2 separate regions of the Zea mays genome follow, and region 2 is linked to region 1. The links are chromatin contacts, called in public Hi-C maps. All regions are on one chromosome and are shown on one strand. The core of a region is the stretch at or near the end of the contact, and the rest is flanking DNA. Distances in the headings are between cores, read along the strand shown.

What was found. A called contact is a pair of places that touch in the nucleus more often than the background predicts.
Region 2: a Hi-C map of leaf shows a contact between it and region 1, with 6 times the contacts expected there. The contact joins the promoter of LOC100383758 here to the promoter of LOC100274101 in region 1. A contact is called at or near these places in 8 of 25 Hi-C or Micro-C datasets (bundle sheath, ear, leaf and 1 more).

The regions. Positions count from the first base shown.
Region 1 is chr6:69,492,101-69,498,894 of Zm-B73-REFERENCE-NAM-5.0, reverse strand. LOC100274101 (Serine/threonine-protein kinase MHK) reads right to left here and starts at 4,202. Exons shown (of 19, transcript NM_001354976.1): 1 at 4,010-4,202; 2 at 2,702-3,118; 3 at 2,487-2,619; 4 at 2,214-2,408; 5 at 2,040-2,118; 6 at 1,852-1,920; 7 at 1,683-1,772; 8 at 1,457-1,595; 9 at 823-925; 10 at 689-741; 11 at 529-595; 12 at 34-142. The coding sequence starts at 2,221.
Region 2 is chr6:70,263,743-70,270,536 of Zm-B73-REFERENCE-NAM-5.0, reverse strand. It overlaps LOC100383758, which reads right to left and starts at 3,893. Exons shown (of 4, transcript NM_001176393.2): 1 at 3,548-3,893; 2 at 3,340-3,437; 3 at 3,172-3,237; 4 at 1,392-1,739. The coding sequence starts at 3,738. The coding sequence ends at 1,597. LOC100384563 (Protein ENHANCED DISEASE RESISTANCE 2) reads right to left here. Exons shown (of 22, transcript NM_001177074.1): 13 at 6,787-6,794; 14 at 6,428-6,642; 15 at 6,273-6,312; 16 at 6,029-6,162; 17 at 5,814-5,915; 18 at 5,521-5,565; 19 at 5,084-5,224; 20 at 4,915-5,010; 21 at 4,653-4,754; 22 at 4,146-4,544. The coding sequence ends at 4,440.

The DNA of each region.
Region 1 (6,794 bases), core at 2,953-5,452:
TAATATCTTAGTACAGGAGATAAATCTCAATACCTGAGGGAACTGAAAACCCATAGATGCTGCTAGCTGCAGTCCTTCAGGCCAAGTACGCTGATTTGGAGTGCCAATAATGCTACAGATTTTGTAAAGTTCATCTGGCTCACTGAGGTAGATAAAATAAAACATGGAGTCACAGATAGCCTTTTCTATACAAAATTTTTAAGAACATAATCAGTTGCTTCTTAGGATCATTTATTCAAAATCACCTTTCTGTAAAAGTAACTGGAGTACTGTTTTCGATAGAAGCTAGACCATTGTAGTATTGTCTTCATAGTTTTCAATTGTAAATAATTAAATATTAAAACGAAAACACAATTTCCTGTTACATTTTATCCAAATGGTGAACACTAAATTATTTCACCTATGTGACATGCTTTTCTTAGTATAAGCATCCTCGGTAAATGGAGTGAAACTATATATGTTCAATTAATTGGCACACAGCAACCTAAACAAAGTGGTCACCAATTTGATTTCAAGAACCATGTGTACCTTGATCCAGGAAAAAGAGGTCGCAGTGAAAATAGCTCCGCGATAATGGCACCCATTGCCCACATGTCTGAAAATATGATAGGAAACAAATATATATTAATGAAATGGCATCAATTCACTCTCTGGTATTCAGATAAAGCCACAGATATTTTTCACTTACCAACTGCAGCATTATAAACAGTAGCTTGAAGAAGAACTTCAGGGGCACGATACCTAGTTGATAGCAGGCATTAGAATGTTTATTCTATTATTTTCTACACTTTAAGAAAATATAGGCCTTCAAACATAACCTACCAACGAGTGGACACATATTCCGTATAAGGTGGCTCAGAAGAAATTTCACGAGCAAGCCCAAAATCCGCTATCTTGATGAGTTCCTTTGTAACAAGCAAATTTTCTGAAATTGCACAAGTTATACCAAGATCAATTATGGTTGTTGTTGTTTGCTAACAACACTGAACACATCCCCAGATGGAAACGGTACATGTAAGTTAAATAAATAATGGAATTGCAAAATAGAGAAGAACTAGATCCATTACCCACTATCATGTATAAATTTTCTGGTGCTGTAAGTGAATCACTCCAACAAATTTGAAAATAACCACAGAGAACAACCACAACATGAATACTTATTCACCTACAGCAATTTAATTAACAAAAGGTTTCTTGAACTATATGTAAACTAAATATGCAGCTCATATAGAAAAATTGCAAGGCAACTGTTCCTGAGCTCATAAGTGATAGTCCCTCCAGTTAAATACACACAATGTTTTAGACATGAAGATTGAACTGTGTTTAGAACTATTTTGTTGTCCGAAGTATCATGTGAAAACGACTGGAACTAGTAACTTGTTTCGCAACAAACAAGAAAGGATAGATCAACCATTGCAACATGAATGTAAAAAAGAACAAATGCAAAACCACATACCAGGCTTAAGGTCACGGTGAAAATATCCACGCTGGTGCATGTGACTCAGAGCTTGAAATATTTGAAAGCACCAGTTTCGGATTTCAGTCTCTGAAAAGGGCTTCCCTCTGCTCTTCATCAGCTGATAAAGACTGCATTCCTAAAATTACAACAAACATAAACTTTAGTAACCTTACAGAGTACAAGCACAGAAATGATACCAACAAGGGCTATGAATTGTCCATACCATGTACTCAAAAACAAAGAACAGCGTATCACTCTCTCTTATGACTTCTTTGAGCTTTACAATGTTTGGATGGTTCATCCTTCGCAGGGACTGAATAAAAAAATAAGTAACTCAAAAGAATGCCGCAGAAAATTATAAAAAATGAGACAGATTGCAAAGCAACAATCACCTTCACTTCACGGAGGTTTATGCACTCTTCCCAAGAATAATACTTTTTCTTCATCTTCTTGATCGCAACCTATCAGCCCAGGTATCTTAATAAGGTGAAAAGGCTAACAATGGGTAACTGAACTGTGTAACTATTGAAAAAAGTTAAGGTGTAACACAAGCAACAAATGGGCAAGCCTAATGACATACCACTTCACCGCTTTCCTTATTGGTTGCACGCCAAACACTCCCAAATGTTCCATCACCAACTTCGTTGATAATTGTATATCTGGAGCGCAATGCAAAAACAAGGTAAGAAGACATCCAAACAGCTTAGACAGTATTCTAATTTGTTATAATCGTCTGGTTATAGACCATTCTCACCTCTCCATTTTATTCGCTGGTGGTGCACAGAACTGCCCTTATTTCAGAACAGTTGTATAGTAAAAAACAGGACTCATATATGTATAACAGGAGTGTCTTTGGATGTTACAACACCAAAGTCACTGGAGACTCCTCTCAAAGCTATGTATGCTATTCCCATGCTTTTGCGACAACAAAATCTTGAACACGTCTTCTCTGAAATTAGCACAAAACGAATCAGGTAGTTGATAAGTAATAAATAGATCATGTCTACATTAGAGAGTGTGCACGTACCTAAGGTCACGCCATGCAAAGTGAAGGCTGGTGAAGGACAGCGTAACCAATACACACCAAACTTTGGACCGATCAGACTGAAAACTTACAGTGGTAGAGTAGAAGAAAGCTAGCAGAAAACGAAAACCCAAACCTGTTGAGGAAAATATGCATCAGAATTGGAACAGGCAGGATATATAACATGAAATGCTGCTTAGCTATTGATGAAAGGATACCTAGAGCCTATATGCGAAGGCAAAGCTCTAAGCGTTAGATCCAAGTGTCCAAAGATGTCTTGATGGTAACTTCTGCTGGCTGATTAGCACCAAGACAAAGATTACTGGAATGTTGCCAGAGAAACAGATCCACCATGCTCAAATAAATGTGCTACAGCTGCACTGTAATAGTGTAATCACTGGGCAACTCTAATGTCTGACAGCATGGGACCAGGCAAGGCAGTCACTAAGTGTGGGTTGATCCTCAAGTGCAGTTGACAAAAGAGATGACCAGGAAGTCTCCGTAAAGACAAAACCTCCAGCCAAGAACTTCCTCGAGCAGCGAGATGTGGGATACAAAGGAACTTGCTGTGCAGGGGGTGTACTCCATATCCTTGCTGAAAATGCTATAACTCCAGCAGAGCACGGTGATGAAACCTGCATAAGTATAAAAAGCGGTAATTAAGCAACAAATTGGCAATCTATAAATGTGCGGAAAACGAAGTAACATGGTAGGTCATGCAGAATCTGAATGCATGATCGACTTAGCTAGGTTCCTAATTAGTTGGGGCCTAGATGAGTAGATCGCGACCAACGCAGAGGTGCATCAGAAATTAAAAATTCAGAACCAAATAAAAGAGCACAGGCACACATAGATGCATTGAAAAAGCAATTATGTTTATCCCAACGGGTTCTTCTACAGTGAACAATATTGTATGCATCAATGGATGGATCTACAAGTTCCCAACAATTCAAATTAATTGATGTTTGCATATCTCACCTGGTGAAGATGCAAGGTATACACAATGTCCAAATTAGATAGCAACACAACACAACCACGTGTGCTACAAATCATGCGACCCCGAAAACAAACAAACCAATTAGGCATCTAGGGTTCATAGCGGCAGCATACACAATTTGAGCGCAAACCAGTATGATAAATCATCGCTGCGTAGTTGATGATGGACCAGCACGATAAGGCCCCGGAACCATGGCGAAAACCTAATCGAAACAAAGCGGCGCAAACACACACCTACCCCCGGCTTAATCCCACGAATTACCCACCGCGGACCAACCACCACCCCCAGCTCGGATGAAACCGGACGGATCCGACCACGGGAAGCACGCCCGCTGCCCCCCGCCCCCCCTGCCAGGATCTCACCGACCGATCGGCCACCCGCCGCACGATGCCCCGTCACGCCGACCAACCACGCCGAATTCCCCATCCGCCTGCACTCCCAAGCCGATCCCTCGACGTTCCCGGCACCAATTCCCCACCCACGGAACCGGAATCTCTCGAGCTCGCGCGGACCAAGACGACGCACGCACCTGGGAGCCTCTCGGCATAACCGCGCGCCGCCGCCGCCGCCGAAGGGTCCGGGGGACTTACGCACCGCCGCCTCCAGCGCTGATGGGGTGGGGGAGGAACGGGTGGGTGGGTCAACACCGCCGCGCGCGCGGTGTGGAGGAGGACGGCGAGGACGAGCCGACGAGGGCGTGGAGGACGCGGACGACAGGGTGGGTTGCTTCGAGGATTTTTCTGCCGCCCTCGCGGCCTCGCCTTAATTTTATCTGCCCGTGTCCGCTCCGTGCCCGTCCACGGTGAGGTCCCATGTGCCGCGCGTTTTGCGCCCAGGCCCCTGTACGACCCCGGTATCGCAGAACCAGCCTCCCTTCCCGCGGTTTCACGCCCACCGCGGACCAATCCTCGTGTTCAACGCTCCATCGTACTACTTGTATGGAGACAGATTTTTTTTATTAAACTACCAAAAATACTCGCGCGTGCCTAGGAAACATATATAGTTCCTAGGACTCCATTGAAATGGAGAAAAATCAGAGGATTCAATTTCTACGTGAACGTTTGAATACCTTCTTTTAAGATGAATTAAAATTTATTTAATAAAGTAATCTATTTAATTTGGAATTTGATATTCTACCACTTTTTAAAGTTTAAATATAAATCTATCTTAAAACTATAAGACGGAGGATGGAAAATGATTTTATGTATTGTAATAATTTGTTTCTACTCTCACTCATATATAGTAAAAATGTAGCACATAAATATCTCTGACATCTTACTTATTATAGTATATAAATATATTTTGTATAAAACCGAATTAACTTAATTGGTATATGTCTAAATTACTATTATTATAATGAAATTCAATTTTAATAATCCAAACGGAGCGTAAAAGATTTAAAGTATTTATGAGAACCTTTAGATAAAAGATCAAATCGTATCGATTACTTAAAATTTTCTATAGAGTGGTATCCTCTATGTAATTTTGGAGAAAAATAAGTATAAGGTTGAATCTTATGTTTTTATTCCTTTTGTGTTTTGTATTTCTATGTGTTTTTCAATGTGGTCGGCTCCTCCGGCTACCAGCAGCTTGCAAAAAGCAGCCAGCCAAGCTCATCTATAATAAAATTGTAGCTACAGCCAGCCACAAAGAAGAGCAGCCGAAATCCATTTTTATGGCTTTCATGTGTTATAAATTCATGTATAATTAAGATATTATGGAAATTTTAAACCTATGATTTTCTTTTTATGTATTTTGTTAATCCTATGTGTTATAAATTCATAGCCATCACGTTGTATACAAATATCACCGCACAAATCACCGAAGTAGTTATGTACATAATTATCGACGCATTGAATGGAATGCCTACGATAGTCCAAGCGTAATGATTCACAATCTAAATGTTTTTCTCATAATAAATTGAGGCTCTTAACTAATTGAATACGAATAGAGTCTTGTCGTAATTCGATTCGATTCCTAAATCATCGCTAAATAATCCAATTTCAAAGGGCTTGATATGCAAATTACTGACACGGCAGTATAGTTTATAGTTTATATTAGAAACTTCTAATTACGTCGCCTTTGATCTGGTTGCGGTGCGATCGACCAACCTACGTTAGCTTCTGACAATAATTTCATCACAGCGGGCGCTGTAGTCGATGAACGCGAGGCGATGGGCTGTGGATTGCAACATTATTAACGCCGGTGTGATTTGTTTAGGTGCCATGATTACCTTGGCTCGTATATGCTTTACAGTCAGCAACGTGTCATCATTTTTCTCCCATTGTTAAACTTATCCTAAGCATGTGCATGTCCCGTCTTTGAATCAATGCAACGGCTAGGCTTGAATTGACATGCCTCTTTCTACAACGTATCAGGTGCAAATGAATTAACTGATAGGTACAAATCGTGCAACTGATAGGTCAAAATAACCTTTTTACCATTTATGTACTAAGTTTCAAAACAATCGTTTCATCTCATCTGATATATTTTTTTTAAAAAAAGACTTTACATCTATATTCTTGTGTATTGCTGGACGATTTATATCAATAGACTAGCTTGCTGTTTTTTAATGAGTTGACATGTTTTTTTTGGGGGACAATGCTATGTATGCACGAGTCTTCCTGGCAGTTTAGAATCTGATAGAAAATGTGGTTACATTCAATCTCCATGGACGAATCCATAAATCTGCACTTGCACAAAACCAACTTTGAAACATCAGCCATTTTTCTTTTTCTTTTTCCCCCCAAAAAAGAGTATCTGCACGAAAAGGAGTCCTTGGATGGGCCGTATCTTCACCGATGACCACTGGGCCGGTCCAGCAAAAAAGGCACGCTAAAGCCACCAGTCAAGCTGGATCATGTACTCTACTAACTGGGCTGCAGAGCATCTCACCCGATCTCTAATTATTGAGGAAAAAAGCTCCAATTCTTTCTCATCAATCGTAGTCACCCTATTTTTTCTCCCTGAGCTACAAAAATCCCAATTTTTTAAATTAGTTTGTTTTACACACCTTTGATAATTCCGATGATAGGTTTACTGAATTAGCGCCACGTCAGAGGAGTAAAGCTGGACAAAGTTGAAAGCTCAATAGATAATTATACTAAAAATAATGTAATCGATAATATACAAATAAATCGTAAAAACAAATTTCAAAAAACAAAATCTACATGTTTCTACATGCATAAATAACGCATGTAAAAATCTACATGGAAAGAGAAGCAAGCATTCAACTCCGTCTCCAACCGGGCCGTGTGTTCGTGGGAACAGAAGTGCAGCGGGCCGGTGGGGCCCTGCCGTCAGCGCCGCGCGGA
Region 2 (6,794 bases), core at 2,644-5,143, 770 kb before region 1:
CCACTCATTCTCCTCTCTTGAACTTGGCCTTAGCTTTCACTAATCTAATATTAGTCCAAGTTTGTTTTGTTAAGTTGTTTTTACAGGATCACCTATCCACTCCCTCTAGGTGCTCTCGCCTATATAGATGTAACTACCAGATAATAGAGCTATCATGTCATCCATCGAGATACATAGATTTTCGATTTGGTAACTTTAAAATTAATTAGATCGATTCGATATTGTAGTGGTGGGTGCCAGCGCTGGCATCCATCGTGACACCATCGTCCGTCACATCTATGAGGCCTGAAGTCGCGAGGATGCTAAGACCCCCACCACCACCACATGGTAGACGTACAAAAATCAGTTTAAATACAATATAAATCATTGAAAAGGTCTAAAACGTGCTTAAGAGTCTGTTTGGTTCTAAGGACTAATCTCTCTCTATATTGTAGTATTATTTAATCCCTAAATCAAACCGTGAAACTAAGGGTGTGTTTGTTTCCCTACTAAATTATATAAGTTAGATTATGGTGAAAGGCTAGTAGGGTAAAATATCACTTTAAAATTACAAATAAACTAATATAAATTAGTGTTGGGTAGCTTATTTCAGTTTATTTGTGATTTTAAAGTGATATTTGACATTCCTATCCTTCTATCATAATCTAACTTATATAATCTTAGGTAGTGTTTGGTTGAAGAGCCAAGTAGAACAGAACCGTTCTGTCCTAGTTTTCTTGTTGTTTGGTTACAAAGTAACTAGAACGGAATGACTCCAATTAGAGAATATTCTCCTCAGATCCAGAACCATTCCGCTCCAAAAAATCAATGGAACGGAGCCGCTCCGTTCCAATCCCGCTCTCACAGTCACGCTCTGTTCCGTTCACTCTGCAACCAAACAAAAAACAGAACCGCTCCGTTCTAGATTACCAAACACAGAACAGAGCGGCTCCGTTCCTAGAATCAGGGATGGAACGACTCCGTTCTACTTGGCTCCTCAACCAAACACTACCTTAGAGAAACTAACTAGACCTAAAACACGAACTAAACTTCTTTAGTCTTGACAAAATAGTGTACTCTAATCCCCGAACCTTCTCCAGACTAACCAAACATGGTCTAAACAACTGTGCTATTTAAATAAGATCTACCAATCTAATATATAGAAACGGTAGCTAGTTTAGTATAGTTTGTCACTTAGTGAGCATTATGAACAACGATAAATCCATTCTATTGTCCAAAAAGTATAATTTCTCGGTTGGAGCACAAAGTGGTGCCAACTGGTGCGCTCTAAGCATAAAACCATATCCATTAGTTCATCTATATAGTCATCTGTAAACTACACTGCTCGTAAATTGAACTTCAAATAGAGATAGGGATGGATAAGCTGTTGGCAATGAATGAAATACCTAATGTTAGGCCTTCATAGTCAATTAAGCAGCTTCCATAAAGAAATTTTACATGTGCAAACGGGCGCTAGTAACAGTGCATGCATTCCAAACCAGGTCCTTTGAGCAATCTGAGTAACTGTAGTTACAGAGTACAATACATCCAAAGCACACTATCCTTGAATTACAGAGCTCAAACCACCTGAACTTGTTATTGTGGACTTTTTTCATCTCATCGCTGGTTCTCCCTCCTGCGTGCGTAGCGGGTCCTGTCATTGTACCTAGGCCTGTCTGCAGCCCTCTGTGGCACGGGCTCGACCCTTCTCTGCCTCTCAGGAGGCCTCTGAACAATCTCACCGTTGACAAGCAGTTCAGCTGTGCAACAAAAAAGTAATAGAATGATAAATCCTATCAACACCAATACAATATCCAATCCAAGCAGCCAGAGGTAAGTCCTAGATTGGACATGAAATGAGCTCGCAATGTCTCATCCCTACTGATCTGAGCCCCATTTCATTGAAGCCCAGAACCGTTAGAGAGACACTTGGTATCAGTCCATTAGCATTCAAAGCAAGACATTGCGGACTAGGCTCCGAGCTTTGCCAAGATGGATTAAGTCTAGTGTGTCTAGTGTGGTTGACACGACACTGGTTCAACTGCTGAAGACAGAACATATTAAACCCAATAGATTGGACATGAAATGAGCTCGCAATGTCTCATCCCTACTGATCTGAGCCCCATTTCATTGAAGCCCAGAATCGTTAGAGAGCCACTTGATATCAGTCCATTAGCATTCAAAGCAAGACATTGCCGACTAGGCTCCAAGCTTTGCCAAGATGGACTAAAAGTCTGGTGTAGTTGGCTGACACTGGTTCAACTACTGAAGACAAAACATGTAAAAACATCTAGATTGGGCATGAAATGAGCTGCAATGTCTCATCCCAACTGATCTGAACCCCATTCATTGAAGCGCAGAACCATTAGAGAGACACTTGGTATCAGTCCATTAGCATTCAAAGCAAGACATTGCGGACTAGGCTCCGAGCTTTGCCAAGATGGACTAAGTCTAGTGTGGTTGACACGACACTGGTTCAACTGCTGAAGACAGAACATATTAAACCCCCTAGATTGGACATGAAATGAGCTCGCAATGTCTCATCCCTACTGATCTGAGCCCCATTTCATTGAAGCCCAGAATCGTTAGAGAGCCACTTGATATCAGTCCATTAGCATTCAAAGCAAGACATTGCCGACTAGGCTCCAAGCTTTGCCAAGATGGACTAAAAGTCTAGTTTAGTTGGCTGACACTGGTTCAACTACTGAAGACAAAACATGTAAAAACATCTAGATTGGGCATGAAATGAGCTGCAATGTCTCATCCCAACTGATCTGAACCCCATTCATTGAAGCGCAGAACCATTAGAGAAACACTTGGTATCAGTCCATTAGCATTCAAAGCAAGACATTGCGGACTAGGCTCCGAGCTTTGCCAAGATGGACTAAGTCTAGTGTGGTTGACATGACACTGGTTCAACTGCTGAAGACAGAACATATTAAACCCCCTAGATTGGACATGAAATGAGCTCGCAATATCTCATCCCTACTGATCTGACCCCCATTTCACTGAAGCACAGAACTGTTAGAGAGACACTTGATATCAGTCCATTAGCATTCAAAGCAAGACATTGCCGCCTAGGCTCCAAGCTTTGCCAAGATGGACTACAATTCCAGTGTGATTGAGACTGGACACTGGTTCAACTACGGAAGACAAAACAACTATATCTGTGGAGCAAGATGAGAAAGGTACCTCCGTAGTCCTTGTACTCAGGGTCAACATACGAATCCGGTAGCACAAAGAGAACACCAGGGAGCCCTGCAGTACAACATAAACAAAACGGCACCAGATACTTATCAGGTCAAATTTAGCAGAGAGAACAACGTAATAATGGCATCATGGAGCATAGGTTGAACGAACCCTCGAGCTTGTTAGATGTCTCCTCATCGATCTCGCACCCGAACCCGAAATAGCGCTCGCACGAGACGTTGTAGATCTTCTTCTTCGCCTCCTCCTCACTGCACAGCAGAAAAAAAAACACCGTGAGATTTCCTTTTTCCAAAAGAAACCACCCCACTCCTCAGGAACTACGGCAATCGTAGAAGGGGACGATTGGTGCCTCGGCTACCTTCCGAGGACCTTGGCGAGGGTCTGGATGTAGCAGTCGATCATCTGCTGCTTGGTGGCGCCCTCCCCGCCGGGCTTGTCCATCACGATGAGCCAGTGCTCGTAGTCGCAGCCGGGGAACAGCGGCGCCATCTCCGTGGGCGCGCGGTCCCGGCCCGCGCCGTAGCCGTCCCCGCCAGGTCGCCGCGCCATCCCGCGCGGGAAGCCGAGGCGGGAGGCCGCCGCGACGACGGCCGGGCGCAGCAGCGACTGCTCCGGGGCAGCGCCGCGGCGGAGGAACGCGGAGAGCGAGTTCGAGGAGGCGCGGCGGGAGAGGAGCCTCCGGGCGGCGGCCGCGGCGGCGGCCATGGTGGCAAAACCCTAGCCGGGCGGGCGGGTATAGTGGGTGGTTTAGGGTTGATGCCAAGTGCTTGTGGGTATCGGAACTTAAAGCTGCGTGACGGCGAGAGGTTTAGGACCAGTGGGGGTTTGGGCTGTGATGGGCCTCGAATGGGCATTCATGGACCAGATCTGATGAGCAATGAAGCAAGCCCAAACTGGTGAATGCACAAAAGGCGAGTTTCAGTGGGTCGGGAATCGGAAAGTACACGAACTTGTTTCTGAACCATGCTGTATCTGTATATCTCACTTTGATGTGTCTATTGCATTACAATATCTGTAGGAAGCTCAAACTACACCGAGTAAAGTAAAATGTAAAAGAAAAGACCTAAAAAAATGGCAAAACTGTATGAAGGGTACAAGGCACTTGTGGACTGCTGCAGTCTGTCTGTCTGAACCTCAAATGTATCGAGCTGCACAATGCTGCAGTGGCTGAACAAATTGGGAGAGCCTTTTTGTGGCGGGGCGGACGGAAAGAACGAAAGAATCTGCACAGGTTGATTTGTCCGTCCCGTTCAGGAAATGTTGTCAAGGACAGGATACACGGCCGCAGAAGGTTCGATGTGTGACAGCCGCGCAGCGCCTAGGAGCTGCTCTGGGAGCTCGTCGTACGTGTTTGCCTGCAGGCGCATCGCCACGGTCAGAAAACAAAACGAGCATCTGGCAGATAACTAGAGAAGTCACTGGAACTGAATGGTGCTAGAGACGGGACGAAACAGAGATTGTACCTGTATAAGAAACGCCATGTCGACTACCAAGGTGGTAACAACGCCAAACACCAAGCCCAGGACCCCGTTGGCTACCGCGGACGAACCGATATCTACATCCACCTGCAGAATTAAGAATGCATCCGTTGTAGGTTTGTAGTAGGTGCATGAGGAAAAAAAAGAATACGGTTTTCTTCTTGTTCCATCTGAACTCAACTGACCCGTGTTCGTTATTAACTAGAAGAAGTTGAATTGGAACTATATTGCTGATGAAGGGACTTACTTCTAAGTAGTCAGGACCACGCAAATAGCTGCAGTCCACGGCTTTCCCCAGCAAGCAAGGTGTGCTTCCAACACTTTGCCGCACTATCCAAGACCCCTGAAGAATTTGAACGCCATGCTAAAGTGAGAAGACGGCACACCAAAAAAAACACTTCAACACTGGGACAGACCTTTGGAACAGATGGGATAAGCTTCAGTCTGCTGTTTCTAAAATCATCATCACCATCGGCAAAACGCTGCAACAGCGATCCTTTCTTCAAGGAGTTTGAGACAAAATAAAGGACCAAGCTGTAATGACTTGGTCCAGGAATCTGCAAGAGAGAAGTGACTTAACCAGGGTAACCCAAGTATAGAAGAAAAAACATCAATATGAACAAACTTGGAAGAAAGCCATAAGTTTATCTTTTAATTCTCAAAATCAGCTGCGGAAGTAACAAATAACAACCACGCAAAAAAACTAAAAAAAAAGGCATGCAGATCGTTGTGCAAGGTACCAATGTAATTTTTCTTGTACTCTGTGCGGTCACCTTTCTGTGAGAAAAGATCGAAGCAGGACAGAAATAAATGGACATGGTAACATGGTAGGATTGTTAGAACATGAGCTTACTTGTATGTTTACCAGGAAAGTGAACATTCCCTTCTCAGCGGCAACCTACATTAGTAAAGGTTCAGTTGAAATCGTCATGTAATAGAAGCACTGTATTAGTTAGGAGCCGGAACACTAATCTAAATCTAGGTCCAACAATGGTATTTTATTTGAAAGGAAAGTTTGGTTGAACCAGTAGTCCTCCAAGACAACGGTATTCTACTGTTCAGAGTTTATGTCACGAACTTGTGGTTACAAAAAAAATGGACTGAGATACGAATGCGTCATTAAACAGCCATGACAGGTTTTCTGACCTGAACCGCAGATCCTTTCCGCCTAGCGACATGATCCATGCGCTTGGCGTCCTTAAACCAGTCAACTGCTACGAGCTCCATTAGATACTTACCTGCTGGTACCTGCAAGTCAAATAACAAAATATTAAACACTTGTTTGACAGTTAACCTTAAAAAAGAGGGGGGGGGGGGGGGGGGGGGGGGAGGAACCAATTGTGTCATTTAAACGCTTGGACCTTTGATTTGTCATGTGGAAAGTTCTTGCTACGAACTTTAAAGATCTTGCTATCAGGCACTGCCCAACAGTTACGACTTTTCTCATTTGTATCCTGACGAATAATGCCCGAAAACCAAGACAAATCTATTGGGTCTGAAGGACCATCAAATACAATGGCAAAGGGGTCAGGGTTAAGTCATGACTTGGCAACCTATAAAAGTCATCAATCAAACTACAAGAATGGAGTTTGAATAAAAAATAACCTGAGTTCTTAGCATCACTGTCAGATTTGGTAGGTTCTTCCTGTACATGAAGTGCAATGAAATTTTATTGTGAAGTGACGAACAACAAAACTTTTAGCATAGTACAGGAGTAGGGTGAATATTTTTAGGGCTTCGCTGTAAAATAAGACATTGACCTCCACATCAGCATCAGGAACTTGATAGTCATCATCATCTTCCGACTCTTCATCTACCATATCCAAATGTTTGTTATCAGCTTGTTTGGTCTTCGAGTCTGGTTCTTGAAGGTTTTGGTCCTTTTTCATTGAGGCCGCATTAACCATGGTATGCATCACCGGAATCCTTGGAACTGTATGAATTTCATCTGTTTGCGAAAAATATTCACGCAATCCTGGAAATAAATATAATGTCAAATACTCATGACCACAAACCATCAGACAAAGACATTGAGGCCAAGCTTTGTTTGCACTTAATTATTGATAGATAATCAAGACATAATGTAATTACAGGTTAAATAGTTGTGTGTTCTTTGTACCAGCAACA